2 separate regions of the Canis lupus genome follow, and region 2 is linked to region 1. A link is a contact called in public Hi-C data. All regions are on one chromosome and are shown on one strand. The core of a region is the stretch at or near the end of the contact, and the rest is flanking DNA. Distances in the headings are between cores, read along the strand shown.

Region 1 (6,774 bases), core at 3,215-5,714:
ACACTGAGGCTCCTTCCACAGTTTGGCTATTGTGGACATTGCTGCTAGAAACATCGGGGTGCAGGTGTCCCTGCGTTTCATTGCATTTGTATCTTTGGGGTAAATCCCCAACAGTGCAATTGCTGGGTCGTAGGGCAGGTCTATTTTTAACTCTTTGAGGAACCTCCACACAGTTTTCCGGAGTGGCTGCACCAGTTCACATTCCCACCAACAGTGTAAGAGGGTTCCCTTTTCTCCGCATCCTCTCCAATATTTGTGGTTTCCTGCCCTGTTAATTTTCCCCATTCTCACTGGTGGGAGGTAGTATCTCCTTGTGGTTTTGATTTGTATTTCCCTGATGGCAAGTGATGCGGAGCATTTTCTCATGTGCATGTTGGCCATGTCTATGTCTTCCTCTGTGAGATTTCTCTTCATGTTTTTTGCCCATTTCATGATTGGATTGTTTATTTCTTTGGTGTTGAGTTTACTAAGTTCTTTATAGATCTTGGAAACTAGCCCTTGATCTGATACGTCATTTGCAAATACCTTCTCCCATTCTGTAGGTTGTCTTTTAGTTTTGTTGACTGTATCCTTTGCTGTGCAAAAGCTTCTTATCTTGATGAAGTCCCAATAGTTCATTTTTGCCTTTGCTTCTTTTGCCTTCGTGGATGTATCTTGCAAGAAGTTACTGTGGCCGAGTTCAAAAAGGGTGTTGCCTGTGTTCTCCTCTAGGATTTTGATGGAATCTTGTCTCACATTTAGATCTTTCATCCATTTTGAGTTTATCTTTGTGTATGGTGAAAGAGAGTGGTCTAGTTTCATTCTTCTGCATGTGATGTCCAATGTTCCCAGCACCATTTATTGAAGAGACTGTCTTCTTCCAGTGGAGAGTCTTTCCTCCTTTATCGAATATTAGTTGACCATAAAGTTGAGGGTCCACTTCTGGGTTCTCTATTCTGTTCCATTGATCTATGTGTCCTTTTTTGTGCCAGTACCACACTGTCTTGATGACCACAGCTTTGTAGTACAACCTGAAATCTGGCATTGTGATGTCCCCAGATATGGTTTTCTTTTTTAAAATTCCCCTGGCTATTCAGAGTCCTTTCTGATTCCACACAAATCTTAAGATGATTTGTTCTAACTCTCTGAAGAAAGTCCATGGCATTTTGATAGGGATTGCATTAAACGTATACATTGCCCTGGGTAACATTGACATTTTCACAATATTAATTCTGCCAATCCGTGAGCATGGAATATTTTCCCATCTCTTTGTGTCTTCCTCAATTTCTTTCAGAAGTGTTCTATAGTGTTTAGGGTATAGATCCTTTACCTCTTTGGTTAGGTTTATTCCTAGGTATCTTATGCTTTTGGGTGCAATTGTAAATGGGATTGACTCCTTAATTTCTCTTTCTTCAGTCTCATTCTTAGTGTAGAGAAATGCCACTGATTTCTGGGCATTGCTTTTGTATCCTGCCACGCTGCCAAATTGCTGCATGAGTTCTAGCAATCTTGGGGTGGAGACTTTTGGGTTTTCTATGTAGAGTATCATGTCATCGGCGAAGAGGGAGAGTTTGACTTCTTCTTTGCCAATTTGAATGCCTTTAATGTCTTTTTGTTGTCTTATTGCTGAGGCGAGGACTTCCAGTACTATGTTGAATAGCAGTGGTGAGAGTGGACATCCCTGTCTTGTTCCTGATCTTAGGGGAAAGGCTCCCAGTGCTTCCCCATTGAGAATGATATTTGCTGTGGGCTTTTCGTAGATGGCTTTTAAGATGTTGAGGAAAGTTCCCTCTATCCCTACGCTCTGAAGAGTTTTGATCAGGAATGGATGCTGTATTTTGTCAAATGCTTTCTCTGCATCTAATGAGAGGATCATATGGTTCTTGGTTTTTCTCTTGCTGATATGATGAATCACATTGATTGTTTTACGAGTGTTGAACCAGCCTTGTGTCCCGGGAATAAATTCTACTTGGTCATGGTGAATAATTTTATTTTGTTTTTTCAGTTTTTTTGATCTATGTTAGCAAATAAGATTTCTTTTGGCTGTCAGGACACTGTTGATCTTTTCTTCTGTTCTTCTTCTTTTTTAATTTATTTTTTATTGGTGTTCAATTTGCCAACATACAGAATAACACCCAGTGCTCATCCCGTCAAGTGCCCCCCTCAGTGCCCGCCACCCAGTCCCCCCACCCTCCGCCCTCTTCCCCTTCCACCACCCCTTGTTCGTTTCCCAGAGTTAGGAGTCTCTCATGTTCTGTCTCCCTTTCTGATATTTCCCACTCATTTTTTCTCCTTTCCCCTTTATTCCCTTTCACTATTTTTCTTCTGTTTTTCTTATAAAGAAACCCACGTTTTCTTTCCTTGTCCCACCAACAGTGGTTACGTGCAGTCCACAAGTGCCGATGACGTCGACAACCCCTTTGGAGACATCACGTCCATTGCCAAGCCTCGGAGCTCTAAAATTCTCTATACAAACACAAGTCGGTGAGTCCCACTCATAATTATTCCCCTTATGTTATACCATTAAGGATGGAACATGGTGATGGGCTTTATCTTAAATGAGAAATAAAAGATGGACTGTCATGGACATAGCTTAAGAAGAAAGACACCAGCTGCCTGAAAGCACTTGTCACAAACTGAGATCACAGAGCTTTGCACTGACTAGCCTGGGTGCCTGGATATGTATTCGTGTAATATATTTTATATTCTATGTTTTAAATATATATTTAAAATATTTCACATAAACTATACAAAATATATTTATATATTATAAAATTATATATAATATACTTATATATTTATACACATATAATCTTTTACAACATAAATATATATTTTATAATACATAAATAACAATGTATATAATATATGCTATTATATACAATATACTTATATAACACATAACATGTAAGATAGATGATAAAGTGTGTAACAATAAAAATTATAATATATAACTTATAATTCATAATATGATATACTATATATAAAATATATAATATCTAAGATATATGGTATTCTATATTGCACATAATATATCATATATAAATACAAAAATTTATTTACTATGTGATTTGTGGGGCTCTATAAGTATATACAGTATAATACGTGTAGCTACTTGCTCTCACCCATGGGAACACTAGAGCTCAGGCGTTAGCCCCCCGGGAGTCCCCAGATGCTGCTGGGGGTTGAAATCCCGTGCTCTTTTCATCATGTCCCTGAGTTGCTCAGTGTCATGGATATTATTCCACCAGTTTCTGTGATGACTGACAAACTTGCACATTTCTTTTTTTTTAATTTTTATTTATTTATGATAGTCACAGAGAGAGAGAGAGAGAGTGAGAGAGGCAGAGACACAGGCAGAGGGAGAAGCAGGCTCTATGCACCAGGAGCCCGATGTGGGATTCGATCCTGGGTCTCCAGGATTGCGCCCTGGGCCAAAGGCAGGCGCCAAATTGCTGTGCCACCCAGGGATCCCCAAACTTGCACATTTCACGCGAGACCAAACTGAATCATGACAGCATTTTCCTTTGTTTTTTATGACAGTATTTTCGATGCTAATTGATTCCTTTTAAAAACAAACCAAAACAAAAAACCCATCAGTCGTGCCCATAAGACGAACCAACTGCCTTTCGCACGAGCTGCCCTTCAGACGTGCTGTGTGGCAGGGCAGATGCAATGCCATCTCCTACAGCAATCTTACATTTCCTTCCGTTATCTAGTCTATGTAATGCTCTTGACTCCCTGGCCAAACTATAAAATACGTTTCTAAACTAACTTTGGTGTTAAAATACAGTTATGTAACACATCTCACTTAAATCTCTAGATAATGCACCCAAAGAAAAAGACCAAAGAGCCTATAAAATGCTCCAGGTACTATGTTAAGAACTGTGGTAACATAAAGAGAAAAAAGACAGAGACTTGGCCCTGGAGTAGCTCAAGAATCTGAAGATGAATAAGCGCTGTACACAAATATTTATGGTAAAGAGCAGGATGCAATGAGTCCCTGGAAAAGTCAGCTTCCTGTTTTCAAAGCTCAGGTGCACAGAGAGATCAGTTCACCCGTGGGACCCCAAGGCTGTGGGACAGCTGAGCTGAGTCTTGAGGGAAGGATCCGTTGGTGTGATTCTTCCTCAAATTTTCCAAGAAAATCAATGCTATTAAACATAGTAATTCTAAAGATCTTAAAAGAAGGACCTGGGGATAAAATCAATTTTAAAACATCCTATGCGTATAAAATTTAGTACTCTTTTCCTTTTGAAATGTTCCTTTAAATTTTGAAAGATTTTATGAAACATTCTTGCCAAAGATCAAGACATATTCTTTTGGGTGGTTCTTCCAAGAGAGTGAAGCAGCATCTTAGGAAGTGGATGTCAAACACGCCGTTTTTCCTGACTAGCTCCGGGACCAGGCCTTTCTACTCCTCCTGCTGTTGACTTCTGGTCAAAGGAAGTGAGAGCAGGAGTGGATCACAGCAAAGACTCAAAGGCATTAATTGTACTTGTCCGATTTGAGCGCTAGAGGGCCACCAAGCTCGCAAAGTTTCTTCTTTCGGTCACCTTTCAGTTTTAAACGTAATTTTAACCTTTGAACACAAAGAAATGCTTTTCACTTTTATCATGAAATATTAATAGATCGGCAAAAATACGGAGCATCAAATGTAACATATGGAGTAAGATAACACATAATGCATGTGATTTCCTGCCTAGATAAAGAGATAATATTTTACTAATACCTTTTAAACCGCTTGTGTGTGCATCCTGTGCTCATCAACTGGGTCCCCTTCCCAGGCTGCAGGCTTATGCTTCACTTGCGCTGCTGCATAGTTTCACTACATACACATAGATCTCTAAACACGAGATTTTGTTGTTTTTACAGCACCGCACTGAACTAAAAGATGACGCTCTGATTCCATTTGCATAAAATCCCAAACCCAGAGCCACATGAATTTACTACCTTTGTGCCAAGTGCAGAATATAGGGTGCCATCCTCTCCCAAAGCAAATGTGACTCTTCCCTTGTTTCCTCATCTTAAACTTTCTTTCCTTTTTTTTTTTTTTTAAGATTTTATTTATTTGAGAGAAGGAGAACAAGAGCTCACAAGCTGGGGGGAGGGGCAGAGGGAGAAGCAGACACTCCCCTGAACAGGGAGCCCGATGCGGAGATCGATCCCAGGACCCCGAGACCATGACCTGAGCTGAAGGCAGATGCTTACGCAACTGAGCCACCCAGGTGCCCCAATTTTAAACTTTCCTAAAGAAAAAAATGTCTTCATGATATTATCTTCAGAATTTTCCGCATAATTCAGGAGACTTACTCATGGTGGGCAAGCCAAGCTATTTCCTGCTTCAGACGTCAAGGCCACTGGCTCCACGTTCTGGTGGTTCCATCTTTGGGATCACCAATCTCCCAAAAGAGTGAATGTCTTTCACACTTTTTCCTCACTAACGTCAGGTTCTGTTCTCTGGTTACCACGTCACCTGACGCAGCCAGGGTTTTTCAAATTGCTGGTGAGGTCATTGTACTATTTGTTTAAAAAAGGGCTCAAAAAATAATTGTAGAACTGAATCTGATGTTATGGGAAAAAGTACAGTGAAATCGGTCACAATAAAAATGATAAGCACACTCTCGCACAAACACATAACCATTATCAAGATTTTGACATAATCTCATCTGTCAGATGCACTTTTTAGTCTTGTTTTTGTGTATTTATTAGCTAGGATCCTACGACATTTAAAATTTTTACCATTTTAACATCACAACATCATCACCAGTACATTTATTATGCACTCGTTATAATTTTTATTTGTGTAGATGTGTTTGTCACCAACTAGTTCACTAGACTAGGTGACATATGCAAATTGTTTGCTTTTTTTTTGTTATGATAAATAATGCCGTCAAGCACTTTTTAATGTGACTCTTTTTTGTGATTTGGGATCATTTACTAAAGGGAGACTCCTTGAAGTGAATTATGGAGGCAAAATATACAAATATTCTTAAGCAAGTTTCAAACTCATTTTGGGGGGAATTTTATATATATTATATCAGAACGAGTCTTGTCCTTAACATTTGTCTTCTCCTTTGGTACTGGCGTTAAAGCTCACCAGACATCTTTTTTCCCTTCCAAATGTTCTCACTGTAAAAATAATTCAAATATTTTTCAAGTGCAGAAAGTGAAATATCTCTTCCATTTTCAATTCCAATACTAAAGCTCGGTATATTTTTTACTCTCCCCCACACACATGTGAGTAACTAGAATGCACAGGTGCATGTGTATTGTCGTCTATGTGTGCAAAGTTGAAATACACAATGCACGTTCTCCCTGACGATACGCAGGACTATTAAAATCTTGTTAATGGCTGCATGATATTCAAACAAGGCTATATGACAGTTTACATAGGCCAAGGACTTAGTATCTTTCCTATTATAAGCAATGGAACCATAAATACCTCCACATACATATTTGTACAGTTATGCAGGCATTGATGTAGTAGAAATCCCTAAAAACAGTTTTCCCACTAAAATTGAAATATTTTCTAATTTGTAGGAGTGCCCAGTTATCACAAAACATTCACAGCTAAGGAACTCAAAATCTTAATGCAGTTTACATTGTAGTCCTTCACTTCTAACTTGAGACTAATTTAGGAACTAAGTGAACCCACAACATCTATTGAGTTCAACAGGAAATCCTAAAGCTCAGGAAAAATGGCTTTTTCATCCCTTCTCCAAACAGGTACTATTTACTGGATCAGAGTACTGTTCAGAAATTAAAAAAAAAAAAAAAAAAAAAAAAAAAGAA
Region 2 (6,159 bases), core at 3,581-6,080, 250 kb after region 1:
GTGATGACCTAGACTACCCCACAACTCTTCCTTCCGAAGCCTCCTCCCATCTCTCCACTTGCCTCAGGGCCAGCATCACTCTCCTTGGAGACAGGCATGAGGCAATGGGACCCAGGCCCCAGGCTCCCTGGCTCCCTGAGGCTCTCCAGGAGGGTCCCGTCTGCATTCTGGCATTTGGGCCCTTGCAGGGGTGGGAGGTCCCATCCAGGGGACAAGCTGAGCGGTCCTGAGGGGAAGCTGCTGTATGGAGTAAGAAGACAGAAAGGCAGGCCGGCTGGGGTCCCCGGACCAAGTGCATCTCAGTAAAATCTGGAGAGGCAGAGAGGAGAAGAAGCAGAGTCATGCAAAATATCCAGTTAAAACCAGAGAAGGCAGAAAGAGTGGAAGACAAAAGGGAAGAGAAAAGGAGCCGAGGAGGGGAAGGGAGGGGAAGAGTGGAGGAGAGAGAAAAGAAGAAAGAAAGTAGACAAGACAAATAAATAAGAAGAGAAAGAAGAACAGAAGAAATAAGAAAGAAAGAAGACAGAAAGACGCCAGATCGCCCATCAAAGACGAAAGATCGACATCAAAGCCTCAGTCAGGCGGGTACGTCAGACTCCGACAGTAATTGAATTGGAAGGCGAAGTAGGAAGTAAAGCAACCCAATATATGGGAAGCAGTAGGAGAGTAGTAGACACGAATCCAATTTTATCAGTATTTAAGCACCATTGGTCTAAATGCCCCAGTTAAAGGGGGTACCTGGTGGCTCAGTCAGTTAGGTGTCTGACTCTTGATTTTGGCTCAGATCATGATCTCAGGGTTATGGGATCAAGCCCTGCATCAGGCTCTGAGCTCAACAGGGAGTCTACTTGAGATTCTCCTTCTCCCTCTGCCCTTCCCCCTACTTGTGAACTCTCTGGCTCTCTCAATAAATAAATAAATTAATTAATTAATTAAATCTTAAAAAAATCATAAACGCACCAATTAAAGCACAGAGGTTGTCAGAGTGGATCTGCAAACAAGCCCCAGCTGTATGATGTCCACAAGAAAGCCCCATCAAATATAAAGATACATAAGCTAAAAGGAAAGGTGTGGAGAGGACTCCAGGTTAGCACTAATCCAAAGAAAGCAGGAGTGGCTATATTAAAACTTCAGACAGAACTGAGTTCAGAGCCAGGGCAGTTGTCAGGGACAAAGAGGGGCCTTGCCTAATGATAGAGTCCATCCTCCAAGAAGAGGTAGCCGCGCCTGAATGTGTATGTACGTGTCTAACAACAGCATCAAAATACGTGAGGCTCAACGCATAGAAATGCAAGAGGGAAGAGATGAACCCAGAGCTGCACTCGAAGGCCCAGAACCAGGCAGATCCAGCAGGCAGAAAATTGGCAAGGACACTGGGGAGTGGCAAGACAGAAGGGGTCACTGGGGTGAAGAAAGGCGGAGAGAAAATCTAAGGCAAAGGGACAGCATGAGTCCAGGTGCAGAGGCTCGAACCCGGGAGGTGGTGTTTGAGGAAGTCCGTGGCCCAGAGTTTGGCTGGAGTGTCCCGGGACAGCTTTCGGGGCCTGCGGCCTTTGGCCAGCCCCCTGCGGGGTGGCGAAGCAGGAGGAGGGGAGTCAACTTCTGCCCCCGAAGGACCCTCTCAGCACCCACGCTAAGCAGGGGCCTGGAGAGGGGTGGGAAATGAGCCCCGTCCTGGTCCTGGAGATGCCAGGCTGCTCGGGAGGAAGGGCAGAGATGGGTGTGAGCATCAGTTTCAGGTAGTGAAACCAAGGCCAGGGAAGCAGAGTGACTTTTTCAAGGTCACAGAGAGTCACCCCTGAGCCCTACTTCCTACCGCCCATTATGCATAATTCAAAAGGAAGAATGGGACAGAGCAGTTGGGGAAAAGCCACACACTCCTGCCCCTTCCCAGAGCGCCACGCTTCACGTAGCATTTGAAAGTCCCCAGGAATGGAGTATAGTTTCTTTAATCCGGATTCCCACAAATGGACTGAACTCTCCTAAATCCCCACCACCCCATTTTTTTTTGTCAGTGTGTGCACAGCTCTGGGAAGGCCTGGCAACAACACCCAGCGGGTCCCTGCTCAAGGACCAGCACCCCCACCCCTGGCCGCGCCCCAGTGGTCTAGACCACTGCCCAGCAAGGCTATTCCTGCAACACCACGCCCTGTGCTGGGGGCCCCGTGTGCTTCCCCTGTGCTCCCATCACCCTGCCGGGTGGCCCTTAGCATCCTGGGCAGTGGATGGAGACATACGTGTGGCTCTGTGCCTTGGGGAAGCCATGGTGAGAACATAGGCCCCCGGCCCCAGAGGGTGTGCCCTGGGCCCCCCATGGAACAGATGGGTGTCCGTGCCATAGAAGGGTGGTCCTATGGGCTGTCCCCTGCCTTCTGGAAGTCAGTCTTCCCATGAAAATGGAATTGTTTGGGGGACAGGTCTCCGCTGCCAGCAGGGGTGTAGCAGGGGCATTTCAGAGTTGAGATTGGGGTGTCTCATTCCCTTTATGGCAGGGGAAAAAAGAGGCAGGACACGCCTCCTCAGCCTATGCTTCCACTGGATGTGGAGACATAGCACCTGATGTGGGGCCTGGATGGTTCAGAACAGATTGAGGTCCTGCGCATCTGTGTCAACATTTGGAAAGAAGTGGTGCACCATTTCCATATTTCCTTTTTATTTTGGGCCTTGGTGAAAAACACCATCAGACCAGCCGTAAAACACAGCGGGGAGAGGCAGTTAGAGAAGGAAAGAAATGCGCTGAGTTGGTATTGGACACCAGACATGGTGCCCTTGTGATCCTTGCAAGGTCCCATCACACCTACCGACAGGAGGGCCAGACAGGAGGGGTCATTTCCCCCAAGTCACACAGCATTCACGGACCCCGGATCCCCAGGATGACACAATTGATCATAACAAAGCAAAAGCAATACCCCGACATGGAGGTAATACAACTTCTTAATAATCTGTCTACTGCGTTATGGGGCACTTAAGGGAAGAGGAAAGATACCAGTTACGCTAATAAATTATTTTTTATTTTCCAAGAAGTTTCCCACGACTGGTTGCTGTTAGGTATTATTCACATTTTTCACATTTTTCAGTACCCAGACTTTTCAGTTCAGACTCAGTCGTATCTTGTATCCCTCGCTGTACAATTTATCTTCTGTGGCAAGAACTTTAATTTTTTTTAAGATTTTATTTATTTATTCATGAGAGACACACACAGAGAGAGAGGCAGAGACTCAGGCAGAGGGAGAAGCAGGCTCCATGCAGGGAGCCCGATGTGGGACCCGATCCTGGGTTCCCAGGATCACGCCCTGGGCGGAAGGCGGCGCTAAACCGCTGAGCCACCAGGGCTGCCCAAGAACTTTTAAGATCTGCCCTCTTCCAAACTCTCAGCTGTGAGATACAATGTTGTTAACTATGGTCTCCATGCCGCACACGACACTGACACCCCGACACCCAACACCCGTGTGACTGACTTACTTTATAACTGGAAGTTTGTATCTTTTGATCCCCTTCGCCCATTTTTCCCATGCCACGCCCCCACCTCTGGCAACCAGCGATTATGAGGAAGAGCCCTCGAAATTGTTTCACTCGGGTGATGTAAATCTTGCTTACAACACTTTAGGTTTGGAGTTTGGGGTGGAGGGCAGGCAGACAGAACAGTCTTGGGGAAAAAACACGATAAAGAAACTTGAAAATTCACATCCATGGGGTGTGCCTGAGTTTGAATGATGGGATGAAGACATGAGTTGAGAAAGACTAATGATTCATGAAGAATCAAAAGTAGTAGAAAGCTGAGTGGGGAAAAAAAACTCTGCACAGAAAGAAAGAAAAAAGTGTAGCCTTCCATTTGGCGCTGCAATCCAATGGGGAGGAAACCACCAGGCCGGAGCCCACCGGCCCCCAGCGCGTCCCCCGGGGGCTTGATGCCAGGCCTTCCTCACAAAGGATGAAAGTAGCCATCCCACTGGGTGGCCGGACACGGCTCCCCCCGCAGGCCCAGAGACCCCAGCACTGAGTGAAGAGTTTGGTGGGTCAGACCCATAGGGCAAGGAATACGGTGGGGGTGATGGGGACAAGCAAGGCTGGAGCAAAGATACCATTACGTCATATCCTAGAGATCCCGTGCAGGGGAGTCCTGGACCTCGTCCGCCTGGGCCTCCAGCTGCTGGGAGCCCCACCTGTCAACACACCACGGTGACCGGGGCTGGGGCTCACGTACAGAATCAGGAGAAGCAACCAAAAAAGAGAGCCGTTCCTCACCGTGAGGGTGACCTGATCACTGGCAGGTTCTCTGCGTGCACGCGCACCCCCGTTTAGGCAGCGTCGAGAGTGGGACACAGAGTAGAGGACAAGTCATGTCTCTCAGAAGCAAAGAGCAAATCTGATTTCTCAACCATTTGCGTGGAGGAAAAGCTTCCCTGTCCCCACCTGTGGCCTGGGGGTGCCCGGAGCCTACAGCCCAGCCCCCCACCCAGTACGAGTCCCCAAACGGGGCTTCTGCACAGAGCATTGCTGCTCTGTACCCCAGCCACAGGGCACACGTGCTACTGAAATGTAAAGTCATTGAAATGTAAAGAAATAGCAAATTCAGAGGCACCAGCCACATTCCAGGTGCTCAGTAGGCTACACGTGGCACGGCCACCGTGCGGGACAGAGCAGCTCCTGGAGCTCCGATGCGCCCCCCGTGCCAGCCTGGCTCCGGGTCCCAGCACCCGGCCGGCAGAGGCGGTGCCCGGGGAACACTGATGCCCTCCCCAAGTAGACCACGAGCTCCCGTCTTGTTCCTCAGAAGCCTGCCTGGGGCACCAATCCTGAAGGCTGCCTTCAATATTCAAATTATGCAGCAACTCTCACTTCCTCTTTGGAGACCAGGTTTCACTCTGCCAGCGGGGAGGTGACATTTGCCTGAGGACATGTGCTTTGTCAAAAGCAGGCTCACTGGCGTTGGCTAAGTGGGGCCTGCTTTTGCCCCCAGTGCCTTGGAACCTGGGGACCTGCCTGCCTTCCACCCCGTCCCCTGGGCTACGTCTGGGCCCTGGCTGGCTGCTTCGGTGACCTCCAGTCCCCTCCCTGGAGCAGCGGGCTGCAAAACAGAAACTGAGGAGCAGTGGCGGGAGGGTGGGATTTCCAGCAAAATAGGGAAGGGCTCGTTAGACCCTGCTGGTACATTCTTGCAGGATCACTCTCCTCCCAGGAGAAAAAGAGGAAAAGAAGGCAAATCACTTTCCTCTTGCTTCTGCTTCTCCTAAATAAACTGCTTGCCTAATTTCCTTTGCACTTAGAGAAATGTTCCTTGTGAAAGTGGCTGTTTCCACACATTCACACAGCAAGGCTCTGGGAGGCATTTGCATTTCGGGGCCCTCCCCTCTCCAGGTTCCCCCTGTCTCTGATATTCTAATCCTCCTTGCTCCTTGCATCTGGGGTTGAAGACAAATGCCAGCTCAGGCCATCTCCTTCCTCCTTCGGCGGAGTGTGCTGGTCTCCGCTAGACCCCGCAGCTGGGGCGCAGCTCTGGAAGGTTCCATCCACCTGACGTCAGGCTTCTCTGCTCCCTGGCTGCAAAACCCGGAGCCGTGTATGCAGAGAGTCGCACAGTCAGGGCCACAGAAGGAAGTCAAGGCCGTTCCGAATCCCAGCCTCTGCGTGCACAGGGCTGGAGTGGGACCTGCTGGCTAAGAACTGTCAGACCACCTCATCTTCAGACCTGAGTTTTAAAACGCTCGCTCTAAGAGGAAGGGTTCGGTGAGATCCTGTATGTGAACCAAGTACTCGCACAGGGTTTTACAGGGAATCGGCCAATTTGAGTGTGCCCGTCGCTGTGCTGAGGACGTGAAAATAGGGATTTCACAGGTCACAGAAATTCCGAAAGCACGCTGCTGAAAAGAAGCTGGCGGCTCGCCTCCCCGGGCCCCACCATTCATCATGTCTGGTTGGCCCGGGAAAGGACAGCTCACTTGGAAGGGCTTTAGCCACTTCCAACCTACATAGAAACAAGCACCCCCGAAGGTTCTGCTGAAAATTCCTTAGTGATAAATACGAGCCAGAGCATGTTGAAAGTTCAATTAATGAAGCATTTTTTAAAAATTTATTTATTCATGAGAGACACACAGAGAGAGGCAGAGACACAGGCAGAGGGAGAAGCAGGCTCCATGCAGGGAGCCCGATGAGGGACTC

The links. A called contact is a pair of places that touch in the nucleus more often than the background predicts.
Region 2: a Hi-C map of blood shows a contact between it and region 1, with 4 times the contacts expected there. The contact joins two enhancer-like sites. A contact is called at or near these places in 3 of 9 Hi-C or Micro-C datasets (amygdala and blood).

The regions. Positions count from the first base shown.
Region 1 is chr18:1,670,972-1,677,745 of UU_Cfam_GSD_1.0, forward strand. SPATA48 (spermatogenesis-associated protein 48) reads left to right here. Exons shown (of 12, transcript XR_005372998.1): 9 at 2,356-2,463. Among named protein-coding and RNA genes, the nearest start is that of SPATA48, 46 kb to the left of the region's middle. Within about 2 kb of position 4,465, at least 2 of the 20 cell types and tissues checked have an H3K27ac peak or open chromatin away from gene starts, as enhancers often do. A contact at or near this core is called in blood, where this site is marked.
Region 2 is chr18:1,924,366-1,930,524 of UU_Cfam_GSD_1.0, forward strand. No RefSeq gene overlaps it. Among named protein-coding and RNA genes, the nearest start is that of FIGNL1, 32 kb to the right of the region's middle. Within about 2 kb of position 4,831, at least 3 of the 20 cell types and tissues checked have an H3K27ac peak or open chromatin away from gene starts, as enhancers often do. A contact at or near this core is called in blood, where this site is marked.